Linked DNA regions of Ovis aries: regions 1 and 3 are each linked to region 2. The links are chromatin contacts, called in public Hi-C maps. All regions are on one chromosome and are shown on one strand. The core of a region is the stretch at or near the end of the contact, and the rest is flanking DNA. Distances in the headings are between cores, read along the strand shown. Region 1 overlaps SLC11A2 (solute carrier family 11 member 2). Region 2 holds the start of LETMD1 (LETM1 domain containing 1). Region 3 holds the start of DAZAP2 (DAZ associated protein 2).

The links. A called contact is a pair of places that touch in the nucleus more often than the background predicts.
Region 1: a Hi-C map of liver shows a contact between it and region 2, with 6 times the contacts expected there. The contact joins the enhancer-like site here to the promoter of LETMD1 in region 2. A contact is called at or near these places in 7 of 16 Hi-C or Micro-C datasets (hypothalamus, liver, mixed tissues and 3 more).
Region 3: a contact with region 2 is called in a Hi-C map of liver, with 2.2 times the contacts expected there. The contact joins the promoter of DAZAP2 here to the promoter of LETMD1 in region 2.

The regions. Positions count from the first base shown.
Region 1 is chr3:135,264,737-135,268,040 of ARS-UI_Ramb_v3.0, forward strand. The region is part of intron 17 of SLC11A2 (solute carrier family 11 member 2); the gene reads left to right. LOC101116975 (natural resistance-associated macrophage protein 2-like) reads left to right here. Exons shown (of 18, transcript XR_009599903.1): 9 at 1-117; 10 at 777-935; 11 at 1,608-1,694; 12 at 2,602-2,721; 13 at 2,876-3,025. Among named protein-coding and RNA genes, the nearest start is that of SLC11A2, 110 kb to the left of the region's middle. Within about 2 kb of position 1,400, at least 23 of the 54 cell types and tissues checked have an H3K27ac peak or open chromatin away from gene starts, as enhancers often do. A contact at or near this core is called in hypothalamus, liver and tail adipose tissue, where this site is marked.
Region 2 is chr3:135,128,133-135,131,152 of ARS-UI_Ramb_v3.0, forward strand. It overlaps LETMD1 (LETM1 domain containing 1), which reads right to left and starts at 1,512. Exons shown (of 9, transcript XM_012174274.5): 1 at 1,367-1,512; 2 at 384-535. The coding sequence starts at 1,488. LOC105610932 (a long non-coding RNA gene) reads left to right here and starts at 1,685. Exons shown (of 2, transcript XR_001039124.4): 1 at 1,685-2,061; 2 at 2,248-3,020.
Region 3 is chr3:134,990,669-134,993,594 of ARS-UI_Ramb_v3.0, forward strand. It overlaps DAZAP2 (DAZ associated protein 2), which reads right to left and starts at 1,365. Exons shown (of 4, transcript XM_012174256.3): 1 at 1,271-1,365; 2 at 150-268. The coding sequence starts at 1,283.

The sequences.
Region 1 (3,304 bases), core at 150-2,649, 140 kb after region 2:
GGCATGTTCCTGCCGTCCTGTTCAGACTGTCGTACCCCACAGATCATGCAGGCTGTGGCCATTGTTGGCGCCATCGTCATGCCACACAACATCTACCTGCATTCTGCCTTAGTCAAGGTGAGCAAAACCATTCTTATCTCAGTGGCCTGCGTAGTTCATGGTACCTTTTCCTTTAATTGCAAGGGATGCACACTCAGTTTACGACTGTTAGAACTCTGAAGGAGCATGATGTTTTTCCACAGTTGGCCTCCACACAGTTGGACTCTGTTTTCACCACAAAGGTGACCAGAGATAACAGACCTCATAGAGAAGAGACTAAAGTCCCTCCTAAAAATGCTGAAGGTGGACCATGTTTCCCAACTTTAAATCTCAGAAGCCTGAATGGCCTCCTAGTGGTCAGGGAAAAAAAGCCCAACCTGGCTTTTACCAGTCAGTCCAACACAATCATTAGCTGGGAGATTTCAGAGACTTTTGTCATGAAGGTTGTCTCCCACTTAGGTCTGAAATCAGGTTTTTGTAGGTCAGCGGTTCTTCCAGCCACAGTAACTGAGGTCTCAGAAGTCACTTGGTCACTTTTTCCAATTTGGGGGTGTGTGATATCATCACAGGGTCATGACTTCTTACTCAGTGAACCAGGATATAAGCGGAATCTCACACATTTCATATGATTAGTTGTTTGCCGTTGAGGACTTTCAGTGGACTCCATACTCATGGAATATTGCAAGTAACTTGTTCCAGCAGTTTTAAAAAAATGACTGTTGCTGTTACCTCTCTAGTCCAGACATATAGACCGAGCCAAAAGGCAGGAAGTTCGAGAAGCCAATAAGTACTTCTTCATTGATTCCTGCATCGCTCTCTTTGTTTCCTTTATCATCAACACGTGTGTCATCTCAGTGTTTGCCGAAGCATTTTTTGAGAAAACCAATGAGCAGGTGGTAAGTAAGCCAGGGACCTGGGTAGTAGTGAATGCGAGGATAAAGAGAAAAGCTGATTGGGCCAGAAAAACATGACAGTGACTTAGAGCTCAGGGGAAATAGATCTCAGTGCTGCCCACTAAATCATTGCTCCAGTCGTGGTTTACACTCTAGGGCTGTGGTGCAGCTCAGCCCATCCTTCCCAGCTTTTGACTGGGAAGGGAGTTTTCCTCGGACAGAGGTTGCCTCTTGCTGTTAGTGGCTTCACGTCTGTTGGCTCCTTCTCATCCCCTTTCCCTTCCTGTTTACCAACTGGCTGCCTGCCAGTCCTACTGGTGATGACAGGTTGGGAGGAATCAACACACAGAAAACAGAATCTGTGGCTAGACAGGCTGTTTCGTCACTTTGAACTCTCTGTCCTCTTGACTCCTGATTGCCAGTCTGGTTTGGATGACTCCTTTGTTTCCTGTCGTAGGACCTCTGACGCCCGTCTCTGCTTTGACTAAGGGCTCCCTCTTCTGGGTGTCCTCTCATGTTTGCGGCCAGCCTCTGCTCTCATCAGAACCCATGTCCAGTTTCTTGCCTTCGGCATCTGTCTCTCAGATGACCTGTGTGTGAGCTGTAGGAGAGGTCTTCTTAATCTGAGTCCTGGCCTCAAAAGTAAAAGTCGTTCCTAAACTACTTTGGTTCCAGGTTGCGGTCTGTAAAAACAGCAGCAGTCCCCATACTCACCTTTTTCCAGACGATAACTCAACACTGGCTGTGGACATCTACAAAGGGGTAAACCTGTTCAGATTTCTGATCTTTGCCCCTGAATCAAGATTCTTAGCATAGTATCTGGTCTTTTCTGAGGGTTCACTTGAGAGCTCAGCGTATCTTCTCTGGATTGTTGAGTGTTGTTATTCAGAGGTCCCATGCCAGACAAGCCTTTTGGATTATGGAGGGAAATATAAGATCAGCTAAAAAGATGAATTGTATCCGTGATTCTTAAACTTGTGTTGATAGCATTTTGTGTTATAGGGGTTAATTGGCATCAAAGAAAGTGTTCTTAGTAAAGTGGTCTTTTGTTTTTATATTTGTTCTCCTCCCCAACCCCTCAGCCGTGTGCCTGGAGACTTTATTTATTTATTTAGGCCATGCTGTGTGGCATGTAGGATCTAGTTCCCTGACCAGGGATCATGCCATGCCCCCTGCATTCGGAGCATGACGTCTGAACCACTGGACTACCAGGAAAGTCCAAAGAAAAGTGGTCTTTACTGGGGCCTCTCTGTCCCTTTTATGCCAGTTACATTGTGAACCTCCAAGAGTAGAATATATAGTATGTGGCATCTCCAGAATTCATTTGTGTTTTCTCTCCATTTCTATCACCATCTTCCAGAATACTGTATTAAGGAATATAATTTGGGAAATGTGTTGTAGACGTTTTTTTAATAGTTAACATATGAGCTGAGGATAAAGGCTTTAGGAGCCTAGAGAAGAGAAGGGGCTGGGCTGAGGAGGAATGGGGGCCCATCCAGCAGAATGTAGGTTGAAAGCCTCTAGAATGAGGTCAGGACCCGAGTCTAGCTCCTGGGACAGTGCCAGCACATTGCTTGGTAGAGGTGGGTGCGTAGCCAGGAATGGGAAGTGACATCAAAGATATGTTTGGGGTGTTGTCTCAGGTGACCTTTCTCCCTTGCCTCTCCAGGGTGTTGTGCTGGGGTGTTACTTCGGGCCTGCCGCTCTCTACATCTGGGCGGTGGGGATCCTGGCTGCGGGGCAGAGCTCCACCATGACAGGAACCTATTCCGGCCAGTTTGTCATGGAGGTACGTGCTGCTGTGACTGGGATAGACGAGAGGAAGAGGACATTGCCCTTTTGTCCCTTCTTAGTTCTGTGCCTCTAAGGTCTTCCCGAACCTCCCCAGACCTTTTTCTGTTTCCTCTTCCAGACATTCATCCTGCTTCTGTGTTTTCTTCCAGGGATTCCTGAACCTAAAGTGGTCACGCTTTGCCCGAGTGATTCTTACCCGCTCTATTGCCATCATCCCCGCTCTGCTTGTGGCCGTCTTCCAAGACGTGGAGCATCTAACAGGGTTGAATGACATCCTGAATGTTCTTCAGAGCTTACAAGTGAGGAGGGAGCTGGGGAAACTCACATCCCGTTGAGTCAGGAGGCATTCTGCATTGCCCTTAGGTACCAAGCCTAGTGTGGGTGTGGGGAAAATTCAGAGCAAGAAAGAGGCACAGTCTTGGTCTATGGTGAATGCATATGAAATCTCTGGCATCTCAAAGGCTTTTAGAAATGACTTGTTTTTTTTTTCTAAGCCTGTTGAATGGGAATTATAAGCTGTAATTACACAAAGAACACAATGTTATTGTTTGTTAATCCAAGCAAACATTAAATAATGT
Region 2 (3,020 bases), core at 262-2,761:
GAGGAGAGATCTGTGACAATATTAAACCACGTTTTCGTACAAGCCAAGTGAACTGATAAATCACAGGGCAGGTCTGTGCAGCTATGGATCTCTGCCTTGTGCATGACAAATAATTTCTATTATAGGCAGACGTCTGGTTAAGCAAAGTGCAAAAATACCTATATTCCTCCTAGGTGTTGTGAGAAGTTGTTTCTCATATTACCCTTCTAGAAACATCCTCAAGAAGCTCTAACTTGTAAGAAGTAGTTTAATGCTCAAGCATTTATGAAACACAAGACACACCAGCTCACACCCCCATGCAGAGCCGGAAATGATCTTACTTATTCTCCCTGACACTGCCCAAGAGCTGATCCAATGGATTTTTATTTTAGTTTTGTCTTTACCTTTCATGAAGATTGTATACAGGACATAGAAGCGGGGGAAATGACGACCCAAGAAACGATGGTATTTCCCGTTAATCACTTTTGTCTTGGTCACCACATAAGAGATCAAGCTCTTCACATCTGCCTTTGGAGAAAGATGAAGCTTTGAAGACCTACAAGGAAGATGAAAGAGACTATCTGGGAACCAGCCCTGGAACCTGCTTCTCTGCTGCTGCTGCTAAGTCACTTCAGTCGTGTCCGACTCTGTGCGACCCTAGAGACGGCAGCCCACCAGGCTCCCCCGTCCCTGGGATTCTCCAGGCAAGAACACTGGAGTGGATTGCCATTTCCTTCTCCAATGCATGAAAGTGAAAAGTGAAAGTGAAGTCGCTCAGCTGTGTCCAACCCTCAGCGACCCCATGGACTGCAGCCTTCCCGGCTCCTCCATCCATGGGATTTTCCAGGCAAGAGTACTGGAGTGGGGTGCCATTGCCTTCTCCGTGCTTCTCCGCAGGGGTCCGTAAACGTAAAACACAGGCTTCAGAGAATTTATGCTAAGACCTGAAACTTCTGAAATCCAAGGAAGATCTTGAGATCACGGAGAGATAAGCAATTAGACTGAGAAAAACAGATAAGGCAGATAAGAGGCCAGACAAGAATGAATATCGGGGGAGTGGTGAGCCTGGAGAAAGCAGAAGGCCTGAGGGACAATTTGGGCAGCAGGCTAAAGCCAGAGAGGTGAGATCCAGGTAAGCAGCAGAAAAATCTTGAGCCGAAAAAGGTCGGCTCAGGACACGTGGAGAATTCAGGCAACACGCGGCGCTGAGAACTGAGAGGGTCAGGAAGCCAGGTCTCTAGCAGGGATACGAGTGCGACTTCTTAGCAGAATAGAAATCCAGGGGCCAGGGCGTGGAGCCCTGAGAATTAAGACAGCATGCAAACAATATTGAGACACTGGCAGGGCCTGAACGTCAAAAATGTTTTTCTCTCTCCAAGTCCCTCACCGAGGGGCCCCCCAGGTCAGGCCAGAGCGAACAAACTGCAGCCTTCGGACGACATATAGTCCAGGGGGCACCGCCGAACCCCACAAAGCAGCCCGAGCCCAACACACTCTGGACAGCGCCATCTTCACAGCGAGGGAGGGGCAGACAGGGAAAAGTCGTCTTCAGGTCAAAGTTCCTGAACGTTGCGTTCCTTCGCCGACGCATGCGCCTTTCCTGAGAGCTCATTGGTAACCATAGGCCGCTCTCCTCGCGCGCCCCCGCGGCGAGCCGTGGACGCGAAGGCTAAGAGCGGAAGGAGGTTTGGGATTGGATGCCACCAGCACTTCCTGGTTTAGAGGCGCCGGAACCGGGCTATCCCAGAGGGAGCGAGGGAGTATCTGCCCTTGGTTGGGATGTGGTTCTGCGAAGTTCGCTCTTGGAGGGTCTGGTGACCCCTGGAGCAGCTCTAGGGCCTATAGGTTTCCTGGCACCGTCGCCCTTGTTTTCTGTCCGCGTGGCGCCAGGCTTTGGGGCTTTGGCGCGGCAGGTGCCAGAGGTCAGTTAGGCGCGGCCTCTGGCCACGGCTCCTCCTTGGTCCTGGGAGGACCCCCGGCGCCCTCTAGTGCCAGTCAAGGTCTGGCCGCGAAGGTTGGCGGTCTGGGAGCGGCCCCTGCGTGGACCACTTACGGCGTTCCCTTTTGTGGGCTTTTTTCAAAGTAGGTCTGTGGGAATAATGTCTTTCATTAAGTGCCTCCTGAAGACCAAGCTTGAGTCTCAACCTTAATGGCACTTTTGTGAGAGGCTGGCTCTGACCAGAAGGACATGCATTTTCTCCCATTACCCCCCGTAATTTCTTTATAGCATTTAACCACATCGTTTATACGTTTGTTTCTTTTGACCAGGTGCCTGAACCAGCCTGAGGACAAGCACCTTCTTGCCTTAGTTACTGTTGTACTGTACCGCCACCGCTAGATGTCATGCCTGTCGCCTGAAGTGAAGTCGCTCAGTCGTGTCCGACTCTTTGCGATCCCTTGGACTGTAGCCTACCAGTCTCCTCCGTCCATGCAATTTTCCAGGCAAGAGTACTGGAGTGGGTTGCCATTTCCTTCACCAGAGGATCTTCCCGACCCGGGGATGGAACCTGGGTCTCCCGCATTAGTAGTTGCCCAATAAACATGTTTGACTACATTCATTAATCCCTGAAATTGTGAGGGATTGCCAGAAGTGATGTTGCAGGAAAGGGGAACCCCAGCTAGGAGCAGAGAGTGGGTTTTCATCTAATAATCGGAAATGAATTGTATGAGGAGATACATACGCTGACAAAGCAAGATACTTTATTAGGTAAGGGCGTCTGGACAGAGAGCAGCAGGGTAAGGGAACCCAGAACTGCTCTGCCACTTGGCTCAGCCTCAGGTTTTATGATGATGGAGTTAGTTTTCTGGTTGTCTCTGGCAGATTATTCTAAGGGTCCTTTCTGGTGGCACATGCATCACCCAGCCAAGATGGATTCCAGTGAGAAGGATTTGGAGAGGTTGGTAGGACTTATGTGAGGCAGGAAATGGATGGGCTTCAGTCTAGGCATTTACAGTTGGGCTACTGTTCAGCTTCCTGGGATGAGCGCCATTCATCACCAGGTGCCTATACATTTCCTGAAGCAAAAGACAAATGGGCTCTA
Region 3 (2,926 bases), core at 115-2,614, 140 kb before region 2:
GAAATGGCTGAACTATGTCACGTTTTAAGATGATTCATGTGAGCACTCTCTTCTGTTTGTGGAAAGTAAATAAATGTGTGGAGCCAGACTTGGCCAAGGACCGAAAACATGATCCAAGAGTATTCCATTATTAAGTTAACTGGAAGCACCTCTGAGTAGGCAGGTGGAGCATCAGTATAGGGTGGAGCCTGAGGAAGATGCAAGGTCTGAGGGTACACAGGGTTCCCAGGAGGCTGCACAGGGTAAGTTGGCTGCGTTGGATATTGACCTGGAAGACAAGGGGGGAAAAAAAGCATGTTGTCTACCATACAGTCACCAAAACAAAGCAGGGCATATTGGGTAGCTAATCTAGCTGGGATAAGCAAAAAGAGATTTCCAAACAGACTGCCCTAGAGGGCCTGATTCCTGGAGCCAAGAAAATAAGCATTCTCGTTGCACCCTTAAAGCTGAAGAAGCTGGATTCCAACTGGACATCCAGTAGCCGACTGCTGTAAGGGGAAAGTCTAGCTGGGCCCAAGATCCTCTCAGAACGCAGGGCAGTTCTGGGCATCCCCTCTAGCCGGTATTTCAACGGTGTGTCCTGTCTCCCTGTCCTGCGTGGTCTCCAAAGGTCTGGTTGTAACTGACCAAGACCTCGTGAGTAACGGTGGTTGTGGTCATCGACCTCACAGGTTCCTACTCAAGGTCGACTTCCAAATGAAAAGAGTGAGTGGTGGAAGTGAATGCTGAGATCGTGGAGGGGGCTGAAGGGAATGTTCTGACACAGAAACCGGGAGACTTTCTGGCCGCCAGCGAGGGTAAGGGGGAAGAGACCCCCTTCGGGCCCGACTGGCCCGCCCACCAGAGCGGCACTTTACTAGTTAAGCCCGGAGGCCTGCCTGTGGTTCCGGAGCGCGGCGCCCCGCCTCTGCCAGTTCTCCATTGGCCTACCCAAATCTCGCCTCCAGCTCCCCATTTGCTCCTACAGATGCCCATCACGACAAACCTTCTCCCCACCCCCCCAACCCACCCACCCAACAGCCCCCCCCCAACCCGAGTCCGCAGCTCCAAACTGCGCCACAGAGTTTAAGGGAGAAAGGGCCGTGAGGGAGCGAACGGCCGTAGTTCGGGAATGACGAAGGTGTCTGGCGCAGCCCCGGGCACTGCAGCTGGCTCAGGAGCGCGGCGCACCTCGCCCCAGGCCTGGCGTTCGGTGACCCTGGGCTCCGGGCCCGCTCGTTCCGGGCCAGCACTAGTCCCCCCGGCGGCCTCAGCCACCCCCTATCCTTGCCTTTGCTGTTCATGGTGGCTGCGGGTCCGGCTCGGCTCGGCGTCGCGGACGGTTATTTTTTTCGTCCTCTTCCTGTTCGTAGTCACTTCCGTGTCACGTGACGATCTGTCCGCCTAGCGTCACCCGACGCCCGAGTGCCGCTGCCACCGGAAACCCCGCCCCTTCGCCCGGCCGCCGGTTGCAGGAGGGAGGGCCCGCGTGATCCCGTCCGCTCGCGTAGGCCCCGCCCACCGGGTCTGGTCCTCCAACCCCTACCCTTGTCCCTCGGCTGAAGGAAAACCAAATACAGGTATTGTCTCAAAACGGGATCTTCTCTCTCTTGAACGCTCGGAGGCAGTAACATTAAACTATTCTCTGGAACCTTTTTCCACCTACGTTCAGCACCTCAAGGTCACCTCACCTTGACAGCCTTTCTACAAGGGGCATGCATGCTTGCTAAGTCTCATCGGTCGAGTCCGACTCTGTGCGACTCTGTCCATGAGATTCTCCAGGCAAGAATACTGGAGTGGGTTGCCATTTCCCATGGACCGAACCGGAAACTAACACACACACACACACACACACGGGACATAGATTCCTACACACACACACACACACACACACACACACACACACGGGACATAGATTTCTACAATCTTACCTAACTGCCTGAGATGCTTCGCAACCCTTGATCTATCTCTCGTTCCCCTCACTCAAGTCTTCACTGCCTTTCTATTCTACCGATAGGCTGTCGGTGTTTTATTTCTGTGTCGCTTTCTCACCGACAGAAAGGGTATGCTGTGCTGTGCCCCGCCCCACCCCGCTGCAACAGCTAGCACTAAAACGCATGTTCTTGGTACCCAAGGAGTACCCATGCCCTGGCCCTTACTTTGATACCTGTCACAGACACCTGTATGGTACCTGATAGGTATTTTCTCTGTGTATCCCTTCTCTTCTAACTTAATCGTTCTTAAGAGCAAAGATGCCATCCTTTAAGGCAACAATTGCTTCCATTCTTTAAGATATTTGCTGAACGCTTGCTGTGTTCAGGTACAGAGATGGAGCTGAACAAGACAGCCCAAGGCTATTTTCTCATGGTTTACATTCTGTAGTGTAGGAAGAACATTAGAAAAGCATCTGAAAAGAAAGCTTTGAAAAGAAAAACCCTCGGTAAACATTAGCAACCTGATCCATATTTGCTGTTGAATGACTTAAACCACTGAAAAGACCAGTACTCACTTCATCAGCAGTCCGCTGTTTTTCTCTCCAGTGTCAAATTACAGTTTGCAGGACACCATTAATATGCATGATTTTATGGAGTCATCACAGATCTTCACAACAGCCCTGTGTGGCAGGCAGGGCTTGTTTAAGCATTTCTGTTTTTCAAATGAGAGATTTGCCCTAAGTCACACAGTGAACAGGTTACAAAGTCAGGTGTGTTATCTTGGTCCCCACCCCCACCCCGGTTCCCAAATCAGTGGTTTGGTTTTGTTTTGTTCTTATCCCTTTACTCTGCCTATCACAACTGCTGCTGCTGCTGCTGCTAAGTCGCTTCAGTCGTGTCCGACTCTGTGCGACCCCATAGACGGCAGCCCACCAGGCTCCCCCGTCCCTGGGATTCTCCAGGCAAGAACACTGGAGTGAGTTGCCATTTCCTTCTCCACTGCATGAAAGTGA